Linked DNA regions of Mus musculus: regions 1 and 3 are each linked to region 2. The links are chromatin contacts, called in public Hi-C maps. All regions are on one chromosome and are shown on one strand. The core of a region is the stretch at or near the end of the contact, and the rest is flanking DNA. Distances in the headings are between cores, read along the strand shown. Region 1 holds the start of Atp11b (ATPase, class VI, type 11B). Region 2 holds the start of Ndufb5 (NADH:ubiquinone oxidoreductase subunit B5). Region 3 holds the start of Acad9 (acyl-Coenzyme A dehydrogenase family, member 9).

Region 1 (3,598 bases), core at 1,047-3,546, 3.0 Mb after region 2:
TTCTGTGACAAGTAATTGTTACATTTTCCCATCAATCAGGACAGGAATTGGTTCCTGGGCCTGGGAACGTGAACTTAGTTTAACCCTGCCAGCAAGTTGGGAAAGTTGTCCTTGAGATGGCTGGACCCAGACAAGTGTCTCTTTACAACAGAAGGCATTCAGCTATTGGGAAGTCCCCAGCTCCCCTAGGGCCTGGGACCTTGAACTTAGTTTCCCCCTATGGTTAAATGGAGGTTAAAAACAAAATGTCAGTACTTAGGGCAAGTTTCTTTTGTTTGTTCCCAATAGCATACACATACAACTGAAATCAAGATTTCAGAGAATTGATCCCTCTGACCTCTATACACCCACATGGCACATACTCCTACCTCCAAGAAATAAATTTAATTAAAAAAAAAACCCTGATTATTATACATGGAGAAGATTTTACCACCACTAAAGAATTACAACTATAGTATAAAAATGCTCGGCCATGCTATGGTTCTGGTAGAAAATGTTTGGAGCAAAACACTGCCCTGTTGCTATTTTTGTTCCTGACAGTTTGGACTTTCATATGGTCTTCACATATTTGAGCTGCTTTTTGCCACATTGCCTCATAACACCTCGAATCAACTCCTTCCTAATTCCCCACCCCCTGTCCACTTCCACCTTTAGAAATTTGGAAGCCAGTTCAATGATATGTAATGCATCCTCTAGGTTGCTGTTTTACAGGTTTTCTTGACAAATTTTGGTGGCATATAAATAAAACATTTCCAGGCCTACTTTGTAACCAAGTCACTGAGAAACGAGATGTGAGAAGTAAGTTTGTTTAGGAATATAGCTTAAGAACACAGGTTCTACTGTCCGATTATCCATAATCCAAATCACAGTTTTGCCGAATTATTTAACTTGAGCTTCTCCATCTGCACAATCGGGATAATACGTACTTCAGAGACCCAATTAGAGTATCGGGTAGAGCTTGACGCAGTGGGTTCTGGGACACTGCCTTAGAACGGAAGTAACATTTTGTTTTCTCTAAAAGCATTCCAGTAACTTTATGCTGGTGTCACAGAGTAAGGGTCGGGCATAAGAGCAAAACGAAGGTTCCTTTTTCTTTTTAAATATCTGTCCTAAATTTGGGTAATTTATAATATTAAAAAAAAATTATTGCAGGTCCCCCCCCCCCCCCCCCGAGACAGGGTTTCACTGTATAGCCCTGGCTGTCCTGGAACTCACTTTGTAGACCAGGCCGGTCTCGAACTCAGAAATCTGCCTGCCTGTGTCTCCCGAGTGCAGGGATTAAAAAGGGATTAAAGGGCTCCATTGCAGATTTTATAGGCCATAGATAACTGAAAGACTCTAATTGCAATGCTGGATTAACTAAGACATGACTACTGAAACCAAAAGACAGATTTGTCTAATCACCGTAGCTTAGATTTAGGTTTTTGCAGAATGTTACTTTTCAAATTACAAATGTCTGATGGTGACGTGTTTTAATTCAGGAAAAAGAGAGTACGACGAAGACGAACAGGTGGCTGCTTTTAGACAGTATAAACTTGTTCCAGTTGCTTGTATGGGCCTTCTTAAAAGTTATCCACACCCTTGTTAGAGAGGTCACGCTACTTTGGAGGTAGTTTTCATTGCATGCTTAGCAATTAGCTTTCCGAGGAAAGTCTCTCCCCTTAGCCTTTCCAGCTTAATTCATCAGGATAGGAACTCAGCAATAGCTCCAGAAATTGAGGTGCAGGCTGGACTCTCACAGAGAAATCTCAAACTTTCCCCAATATTAGTCCACTTTGGTTACTCGCTGAGTTATGTGTGAAGCAATTAAATGCCTTTGACAATTAAAAAAATTTTTTTTACCAAGTCTATAAGAATTTTGTACAATTTAGTTTGATCATAATCATCTCCCTCTCCAAATGTAAGTCTTTGATAATTTAATGGTCTGGGCACAGACCTTTTGGTCACATACATTTGCTGGTGTGGATCCGAATGTTGGGGTGGATGGGGGGGGGGGTTGGTGGGGGAGGGGGAAGATCTGTGACAGGGCAGAGCCAACTCCTCTTCGAGGAGTTGCTACAGCCTAGCCGGCCAAGATACAAAAACTCGAAAAAGGCCCACAGAGCCGGCGAGCCTGACAGCGCTCACGTTTTCGCGACAAACCGCCCCGGAAAGGGGCGGGCAAACCCGCGCGGAAACACGGAAGGGTGGGCCTCCGAGAGGTAAAGAAGCGGGCGGGTCCAGAGCAGGTGAGGGAGGGGCACAGGGCTTGGGGGCGGGACCATGGAGGGCGAGGGCGGGGCGGCGCCGTGGGGGCGGGCCCATGGCGGGCGAGGGCGGGGCGGCGCCGTGGGGGCGGCGGTGCTTCGGGTGACAACGGTCAGAGATGAAGGTGGCGGCGGCTCAGCGGGGAGTAGTGCTGCGCCGGGCGCGGTTGGCAGCCAGGCCGCGCCTGTAGGACCTCCGGGCCGGGGTGGCGGGATGGGGACCCGACTCGGGTAGAAAAGCGGGGACAGCAGAGAGCAGAACTTAAGCCCGAGGGGCTCGCCTGCTCCGGTCACACTCGGAGTCCTCTTCCACCTGCTGCCGCTCGGTCCCGCGTCCGGCGGGCCACGACGGCGTCGGCGACGGCGGGGGCATGTGGCGCTGGGTCCGGCAGCAGCTGGTAAGTGAGGGCTGGGTGGCGCGGCGGGGCGGCGAGGGCTAGGCCGCGGCGGGGGCGCGCGGCTCTCTCTCGGCCCGGGCTCCGCACAGCGCGGGGATGCACTGCAGCTTGCGGCCGCTGAGGGTCGCGAGCCGCGCGGGCCCCGAGGTGGCGGAGGTAGCGGCGCGGGGCGCGGGTCAGGCGGCTCCCCCGGACTCCGAACTAGGCTCGTGCGGGCTCCGGAGGAGGTCTGGGTCCTCCTCGGCCTCCCGGCGGAAGCTCGCCCTGGGCCTAGGAGGAAGGCGCGCCGGAAAGGTCTTCACCGCAGACCGGTGCAACTTCTCTGTGCATCTCTTGTGTGTCACCCACCCCTCAAGGCGGTTAGAACGCACGGGTTAGGAGCCAGTGGTTTAACTTTTGAACATTACTGTATTACCTGGAAAAAGAAAAAGAAAACCCTAGAGTGACTTAAGTGTCTAAAAAGCGTCACCTTTCTCAGAAATCATTCACAGACGAAAATCTCTCATGTCCCTTGGCACTTGCAGCCCAGAAAATAACAACGCCAAGGCGACAATGACAGTTAAGGCAGACATCACTTCAGTTCTAGGAATGCTAATCTATATGCTGTTTAATTTTGAAATTGTACCAATTGCAGTATTTTTTTTCTACGAGGTTTCAAGGCAGTGATAAATCTTAGAGAAACAGAAATGTCCTGTTTTGAGACCAAAATCTTCATTCTTTTTTCTTGTGGTAGAACAGTTTTTCAGGTGAAAACTAAAAAGTATGTATTTCAGTCAGTCTCCTGTTTATTTTACAGTAAGCATCATTCTTAAATAAAGAAATCTTATAAATAAAACTAGAACCGCCTGCCACTCCCTCATACAAATGGTAGGTCTTTATTTTTAGCTAACTGTTGCAAATTGAAGTATTCCAGCTTTATTGGGAATCCAAGCTAATGATGTCATTTAATCCACA
Region 2 (3,715 bases), core at 1,041-3,540:
TAGCTTCCTTGGCTCAAACCGAGGTCACCAGGCTTGAGTGGCAAGCACTTTTTACCTCCTGAGCCACCTTGCTGACCCCACAATTATATTTTAGAGTAACAGTTTTTAGGTGCTTCCTCCACTGTAGCAACTAAATTTATGAACAGATCAAAACCATTCTGAACGTCAATGTGGCAACATTCAAAAGGCTCAATGCTCTCTCCTTTAATCCCGGAGTTCTGTGTCTGGAAACTTTTACACAATAGACACAGACACAACAGGCAGGAGCTCACCGGTGAAGATATCTACAAAGGCATTAAATTTGGTATTAAAGAGTTACATTAGTTACATAAACATACCATGCTTTATAGCTGCATGAAAATCTTATGCATAATTATATATATATTTAGAAATTATGTTTCTAAGAGCACTTAATGAACTGATAAAATGATCTTAAAACACAATGTAAAATGTTTCACAAGTGCTGTCTTCCAAACCAAGAGTATTTGACTGGAGTTTATGTTTGTTTTCCTGTGTACTGAGGATTAAGCCCAGGGCCTCAGGCATGCTAGGTACTCTACCACTGAGCTATGTCCATGACTCCTGACTTGAAACTAATTATGAAGAAATAAACAAAGCAAAACAAAACAAAACAAAATCCTACCCCAAATTGCCAGTGTGATGACAAAGGAAAAAAGAAACACTGGACGAATGGCAACTATTGCACTAAATGATCCTTCACTGGATCCTGAAGCAAAGAATGGAACTGAATGGAGACAATGAAGCGGAAAGAAAAAAGGGAAGGGATTAGTAGAGCAAGTCCTATTTTTATTTTGGATTATATGCTAAATAATAACACTGTATTCCACAGTGTGACCACAGGGTCATACTTAGTAAGGCAATGTCCTTGGGTCTATGATTGAATTTTGACCTCTGTCCAACAGTGCAGAAAAAGAGCATAAATCCAGGGATCTTGAAAAATGTGACAACTGTCAATGACTGGCTACTATGGGTTAAGGGTATATTTTGACTATTACTCTAATAATGTTTCTGTTGTCCTGGGGAAATGATGGAAAATCAAGTGTATACCTGCAACATTAAAAAAGAAACGGCAATGTGTTCTATGAATGCATAACTGGTTTTACTGTCTTCAAAATATTTTGCCTCTTTTCTGAGTGATAGGTATTCATTTTTTACAAAACACACACACACACACACACACACACACATACTGAAATAATTTCATTAACAAATTTAAGGTTTATGTATCTGAATGTTTTCCCTGCATATATGTGCACCATGTGTGTGCCTGATACCGTCAGAGGTCAAGGAAGGCATCAGATCAAGATAATGGAAGACGAAATCATTTATTCAAGTTTGCCACCCTGATCAAATTACAACTCTGCAAGGTTTTAAAAAGCTAATTTGCAAAGTTAGTGTAATAATATAGAAGAGACTGCTTCCTTCAATTAATCTGCTCTCTACTATTTCTAAAACTCGGCTCCCTGTTGGCAAGTGTCAGTGAAGAGTAAGCTGTCATTCTCACACTCGCAGACGCAGCTTCTGTTGCCGTAGCTACGCTCATCACTTAACATCTGCCGGACAATCTGTGTACAAAGACGCCGAGGGAAGCCTTCCGTTCACAGCTCAGGACTCCTCGGAAACCTCCCTCCCAACCGACCCAGCCCCAGGACACTGCGAGTCCGAGGAAGCACCGAGCAGCGGATGCTCCCACCGCCCGCGGCGACAGAACGCAGGAGGACTAGTGCGCCAGGATAGGCGACTGCAAGGTCACGCTCTCTGCCTCCGCGGTGGCCTGTCTAGAGCTCTGTTGCATCCTGCAAGAAGCGCCCAAAGGCGGAGGCAGTCATTTCTTCTCTCACCACTTACCCCGAGTGAGCAGCGTCCTTGGGATTTACTAGGGAACAAGCTGCCTTCAGGAACGCTGAGGCTCTTCTACAAATACCCACTAGACTGGTCGCAGCCATGTTTCTAATGGAGACCCACAGTGTCGGTGTCCACGAGGTCACTTCCGCTGGCGGCGTGAGGCAAGTGAAGCAAACAGGAACAGGCTTTGCCCTTACTAAACATGGCCGCTCCCACGGCTCTCGCTTCAATCTCCCAAGTCTGCCATAGAGTTTACAGGGCTCTCTTTGGGCGCCCCACCTACAATGTCGTCACTTTTGTCCGCCAGCGCCTGCCTGTGAAGCTCGCAGGAACGGGCCGCTGCCCTCACTCAATATGGCCTCCTCTAGCGTTCGCCCTCACTGGTGGATTGTCCCTCCCGGCTCCCTTAGCCCTCCCCACTTCCTTCCGTGGCCGGTGTAGCCATGGCGGCCATGAGCCTGCTGCAGCGGGCTTCGGTCTCCGCGCTGACAGCGCTGTCTTGCCGCCGCGCTGGTCCTAGACTCGGAGTCGGAAGTTTTCTCACGCGGAGCTTTCCGAAGACTGTCGGTGGGTGGCGGCCTCGGAGACGCGGGTGAGAGGTGGGAGGGCTGTTTCCAGGTGACCTTGGGGACCTCCGAGGGAGAGAGCGGGGACAAAGTCGGCCTGGGGCTCTCGTGTGAAGAGCTGCTGCAGATCGGATGGCCTTGTTTAAGCTCAGCGTTTGCGAAGCGCCTTGCCACGCCATGCTGGGCGCTGCTCCCTCGCTGCCAGGCTAGGCAGGCATGGAGCTGCTGCCCGCGTCTCCAAGGGCAACTGCACACACTTCGTTGTTGAGACAGGGTCTCGGGGATCCGAGGCTGCACTTGTCCCGGCTCCCGAGGGCTGGGATTGCAGGCTTGCACTGCGTCGCTGGGCTCAGGGCAGAATCAGGGTGCGTGGCACCTGCAGCTGGTTCCAACCCGCAGATAGGAAGTTGCTGAGAAGCGCACTGAAGTGAAGGCTGTCATGGTGTTCCTAGGCACGAGTGTAAAAAGGCTCCAGGTGACAGGCCCGTTAGGCACGGTAATAACTGTGTCCGTGGACCTCACAACATCATAGAAGGCCACGAAAATATTTTATGTTTGTTTTTTTTTTTAAAAGACTAGTGCGAGTGAATGTGTAAAGTTGGGTTCAGCCCAGATTGTATCTGCTGTATGTTAATGCAGTCATGCTTTTCATATGACCTGCGGGTCGCGACCCCTTCATAGGGGTCACCTAAGACCGTAGGAAAACACAGATGTTCACATTGTGACCCATAACAGTAGCAAGATTACAGTTATGGAGTAGCAGTGAAAATAATTTTATAGTTGGAGGTCACAACACAAAGAACTGCATTAAAGGGTTGCAGCATTAGGAAGGTTGAGAACCACTGTTCTCTTAGAAAGGAGCCTAAGAGGGGTAAAGAGCTCAGGTCTCAGGACAGTCATAGAGAGGGCCTTGGTTAGAGATATACAATTTGCCTTGTCTAATATAGAGAAAGACACACACACAAATTGCCCTAAAGCCTATTATATTGAGGCAGTATGCATAGGGACCTTCTGGAACATGCTGGAAAGGATCAGTGCATTTAAAATACCCAGCAGGAATTTACACTGAAGGCAGACTCCATGTGCTGACACTTCTTGGTCATATCCTTTTGACATCACTTTTTTATTGTAAATATCCTCAGATACACAAGTAGAGATCCCTTGAACCCTTCCCCAGAAGTGCTGACTGTAGTCTAGCTGAGCTGAGCTGAGACTCCGTGGTCCCTCTCTTCCTGGACTATTTCTCACTCCTGCAGTTCCGAGAGAACCACGGGGAGCCGATG
Region 3 (3,950 bases), core at 735-3,234, 3.3 Mb after region 2:
CAGGCTTGCTACTGGAAGCTCTGTTTGGTAACGAGAGATGGAGAGTTACCTCCCCATTTTTGGAGACATCATTAAAATCACTTTCATGTATTTTAGTTAGTTCCCACTACATTAGGTGATTTATTCCATGTTCTATTGCTGTGAAGAGACATTGTGATCAAGGTGACTCTTAAGAAAGAAAGCAACACTGGCAGGACACATTCGTGTGAACGGGACTCCTGGGTCACCTGGAGATCTCAGATCGATGGAACAGAGGCTACAGTACTGACGCTAACCTTTCAAGAGGCAGTCTGTGGGCTAGCAAGACGGCTTAGTGAGTGAAGTCGCTTGCCACAAAGCCTGGAGATCCGGGTCCAATACTTGAGAAGCTATCTTCTGACCTCCACACATGTGCCTAGTATACTCTTTCTCTTACACAGATAGATAGATAGATAGATAGATAGATAGATAGATAGATAGATAGATATTTTTTAAGAGGCAGTCTACTAAGATTCAGACTAAGTTAGGGCAAGTAGTTCCTTGGCTCCCATGACTAAAAGGTGGCCTCAATAGCCTGTGAGACACTGACTCAACTGATGCCATCTTAGAGACACCATTTTGACCTTAGAACTCAGTACATAGGCAACAACAATCTGCCAAAACCCTAACCTGCCAAAATAGGAACAAAGACCTAATTCATCAAAGACCTAGTTTATAGTGCCAGGACCTGGGAAAGTCCCTAAACATATTAACCTTGCTTTTTGGCTTCTGTAGTTTCACTTCTCGCTAACTGTTCTTACTTGCTTTTTGTGCATAAAAGGAAAAGAATAGTGAGGCTCTGGGCTACATAGTTTGGGAAGTTCCTTATGCAGTCCCCAGTGGGGCATAAATGCTTTCTATTGGTGTTAAAACTGCATGTATTTTCTGAAGGAGTCATCTTGTAACAGTTGATGCCACACTGGTTCCCTCAGGACAACCTGCCTAGAAATAAAGACAACAGACATATGAATAAACCCTGATGTGAGAGCTGGACCAGTTGGACCAGGCCCTGCCTTGGCTTACTTCCTCAACATAAGATTCATTTTAAAAAAAACAAACAAGGGCTGGAAAGATGGCTCAGCGGTTAAGAGCATTGACTGCTCTTCCAGAGGCCTTGAGTTCAATTCTCAGCAACCACATGGTGGCTCACAACCATCTGTAATGGGATTCATTGCCCTCTTCTGGTGTGTCTGTAGACAGCAATGGTATACTCACATACATAAAATAAATAAATCATAAAAAGAAACAAACAAACAAACATGGTGTTTATAGTTTCATAGGGTAGGTCACCGAGCCAAGGGAAATGCCTTGCCCTGGGAGTGGTGAAGAAAGCAAGTGTCTGAAGACTGTGGCCAATAGGGGCCAGACTAGGGGGGTGCACAACACAGGGAGTGGTAGATTCAAGAAAGGAGGAAACAGCATGCTCTTAGTGCTTCATGCAGTCTCCCATACAAAATGATACCACGCCACTCACATATTTAAGAGAATTAGGCAGAAGTGGGTTAGTAAAATAGGTCCCTTGTCATTTTGTTATACCCATTTAGCAATATTCTAAGTCCTACATTAAGTGAGATGAGAATAACAAAAGTTGTACTTCTAGGTTTATTTGATGAAATCTAATCTGCTCTTTAGAGGATGTGCTGAGAATAGCACACAGGCACAAGAGCTGTGTTTGGGAGCCTGGGTGGTAGTTTTGCAGCTTGACTTTTGAGTATTTTCGTTTTCTTACTGGCAAAAGTATAACAAGAAAGAACACACACACACACACACACACACACACACACACACACACACACACACACTTACTTCCTAGCCTGTTCGGATGAATTTTAAAAAACTACAATTTCTAAATTACATACTCAGACATTACATACAGCAATGCTTGGCGTAGGAGACATTTATTAAACATATTCTGGAACGACCTGTCCAATAGCCTCGCTCAAGGCGGCGCAGCCCTTGCGTCATCAGGAAGTGCGAGCTAGCTTCCGGTTGCAGCGGTGCAGGGTGAGACTTTGGATGCCCGGACGCGGGTGATTGGCGTCATTGGGAGGAGCGGCGGGGCTTCCAGCGACTTGAAGTCTGAAGTCAGGAGCAGCATGTCTGGCTGTGTGCTGCTCTCGCGTGGGGCGACTGCGGCGGCGGCTGCGGCGCGAGCTTCCCGGGTGCTGAGGGAATTCACGGCGAGGCGCCGCCCGCTGCACACCAGCCTGCAGAGCTGCTCGTTCGCCAAGGAGCTCTTCCTGGGCAACATCGAGCAGGTAGGAGGCGAGGCCGGACTGCCCGTGTCCTCTGCTCCCACCTTTCATTCTGGCCAGAGTTGCATGGAACGTTATCCGAGCCCGTAGAAGCCAAACATCCGAGAGGCTGGGCTCGGCGATGTGGCTTAAGTCGTGTCACAGTGGTTTTTGTTTTGGGGCAGGGTCTCATTCAGTAGTAGCCCAGGCTGTCTTTGGACTCGCTCTGTAGCTAGGCATGCCTTGAATACGTGGTCCTCTTGCCTCGGTCCTCAGAGTTGCCCATCCAGCTATTTCTTGTCTTGGAAGTTTGTCTCGTATTGTCTGACTTTATTAAAGTAGAAGTCAACACTTGGGCTGAGTGGCTGCCCTGGTGCAACGTTCAAAGCTAGAACTTTGAAGTGTGGGGACCCTTTTGCCCACATTCTGGCGCAGAGGGTGCCGAGGGACTTGGATTCTTGTGCTTTTCCAAGGCAGGAGGAAGAGCGCAGCCATCATGTATCCCCTTCAGTCTTTAAATCTACCCTTCATCACCCGTGAGCTTTGCTGCCAGTTTTCCATTTCTGTATTTAGTGAGAGTCCCAGTGGTCAGCTCTCCTCCAGATGGTATCTACTTTCTATACTGTTGTGAGCTGTATACCCCTAGCAAAGGCTGGCCTGGTGATTAGAACTCAGCTTTCTCACTATTCAAGGATAATTCTGCATCTTGGACCTGTGCCCTCAGGCTTTGGCCCAGTGGCCAGTGGTTTTCTCCACATTGCTCACTTCTCATTCCCATTCCTACCCCACCCACCATTAGTAACTAATGCAGATATGTACTTAATGTTTGTTCTGAATGCATGTTAGGCCTCAGGTTTCTGAAAAAAAAATTCTTTTCTTTGTATCTCTTTTGTTAGTTCCTTGGTTTCTCAACCTGTAGACCTTGGCCAGTGTCTCTGGTAGCCCAGTTGAAGTCAGAGGCAGTGTCGTTGTTGTTTGTGTTGTTTTGTTCTTCTTCTTTTTAATGTGGAGGTGGCAGGTGTATTGATTGCTTGCTTTTGAGACAGTCTCACTGAGACTTTCTGCCTCTGCCTTCCTTCATGAGAGCTAGATTGAAATTGTATGCCACACCTAGCAATGCTGAATTTTTCTAAAGTTTAAGCCTGTGGGCCTCTCTTTTTATTATGGTCAGCCCCTTGATGACCTAATTCAGTGCCCTAGCTTTAAATGACAACTCTATTCTTACGACTCAGATTTATTTTTTCAACTTGAGTTCTTCCCCTAACTCCAGACTTAGTCTACCTTTCTGCTCTATATCTCCTCTTAGATGTCTAATAAGCATCTTTAATAAGCATATATGATAACCTCTCCTGGATCCCACCCAGTTCTGCTTCTCCCAACAGCCCGTTTACAATAGATAATGGCTACTCTGTGATTCAACTTTTTCAATACATTCTCCAGTGACACCTTTGATTCGTCTTGTTCTCATTGAATCCTATAGTAAGTAAATCTTTGTTTATCTTCAAGTTACATTCATATCTGACCACTTCTAACTTCACTGCTACTTCCTGGATTGAGCAAACACCAGCTCTCGGAGCATTTCTGGGCCTTGACTAGGACAATGGCAGTGGTACTTAAGCGTCTGAGGGTAGAGAGTAGCCGAGTTATCCATGCCAGTGGCTGACATATACACTTACTTGGACCCGAGTCTGTCCCAGG

The links. Hi-C and Micro-C count contacts between places; a contact is called where the count stands out from the background.
Region 1: a Hi-C map of muscle stem cells shows a contact between it and region 2, with 7 times the contacts expected there. The contact joins the promoter of Atp11b here to the promoter of Ndufb5 in region 2. A contact is called at or near these places in 1 of 39 promoter capture datasets (pre-B cells) and 2 of 484 Hi-C or Micro-C datasets (CD4 T cells and muscle stem cells).
Region 3: a Hi-C map of CD4 T cells shows a contact between it and region 2, with 7 times the contacts expected there. The contact joins the promoter of Acad9 here to the promoter of Ndufb5 in region 2. A contact is called at or near these places in 2 of 39 promoter capture datasets (the HPC-7 cell line and pre-B cells) and 2 of 484 Hi-C or Micro-C datasets (CD4 T cells and CD8 T cells).

The regions. Positions count from the first base shown.
Region 1 is chr3:35,751,767-35,755,364 of GRCm38.p6, forward strand. Atp11b (ATPase, class VI, type 11B) reads left to right here and starts at 2,297. Exons shown (of 30, transcript NM_029570.4): 1 at 2,297-2,644. The coding sequence starts at 2,618.
Region 2 is chr3:32,734,773-32,738,487 of GRCm38.p6, forward strand. Ndufb5 (NADH:ubiquinone oxidoreductase subunit B5) reads left to right here and starts at 2,291. Exons shown (of 6, transcript NM_025316.2): 1 at 2,291-2,433. The coding sequence starts at 2,310. Mrpl47 (mitochondrial ribosomal protein L47) reads right to left here and starts at 1,983. Exons shown (of 7, transcript NM_029017.2): 1 at 1,870-1,983. The coding sequence starts at 1,967.
Region 3 is chr3:36,063,995-36,067,944 of GRCm38.p6, forward strand. Acad9 (acyl-Coenzyme A dehydrogenase family, member 9) reads left to right here and starts at 1,985. Exons shown (of 18, transcript NM_172678.4): 1 at 1,985-2,276. The coding sequence starts at 2,115.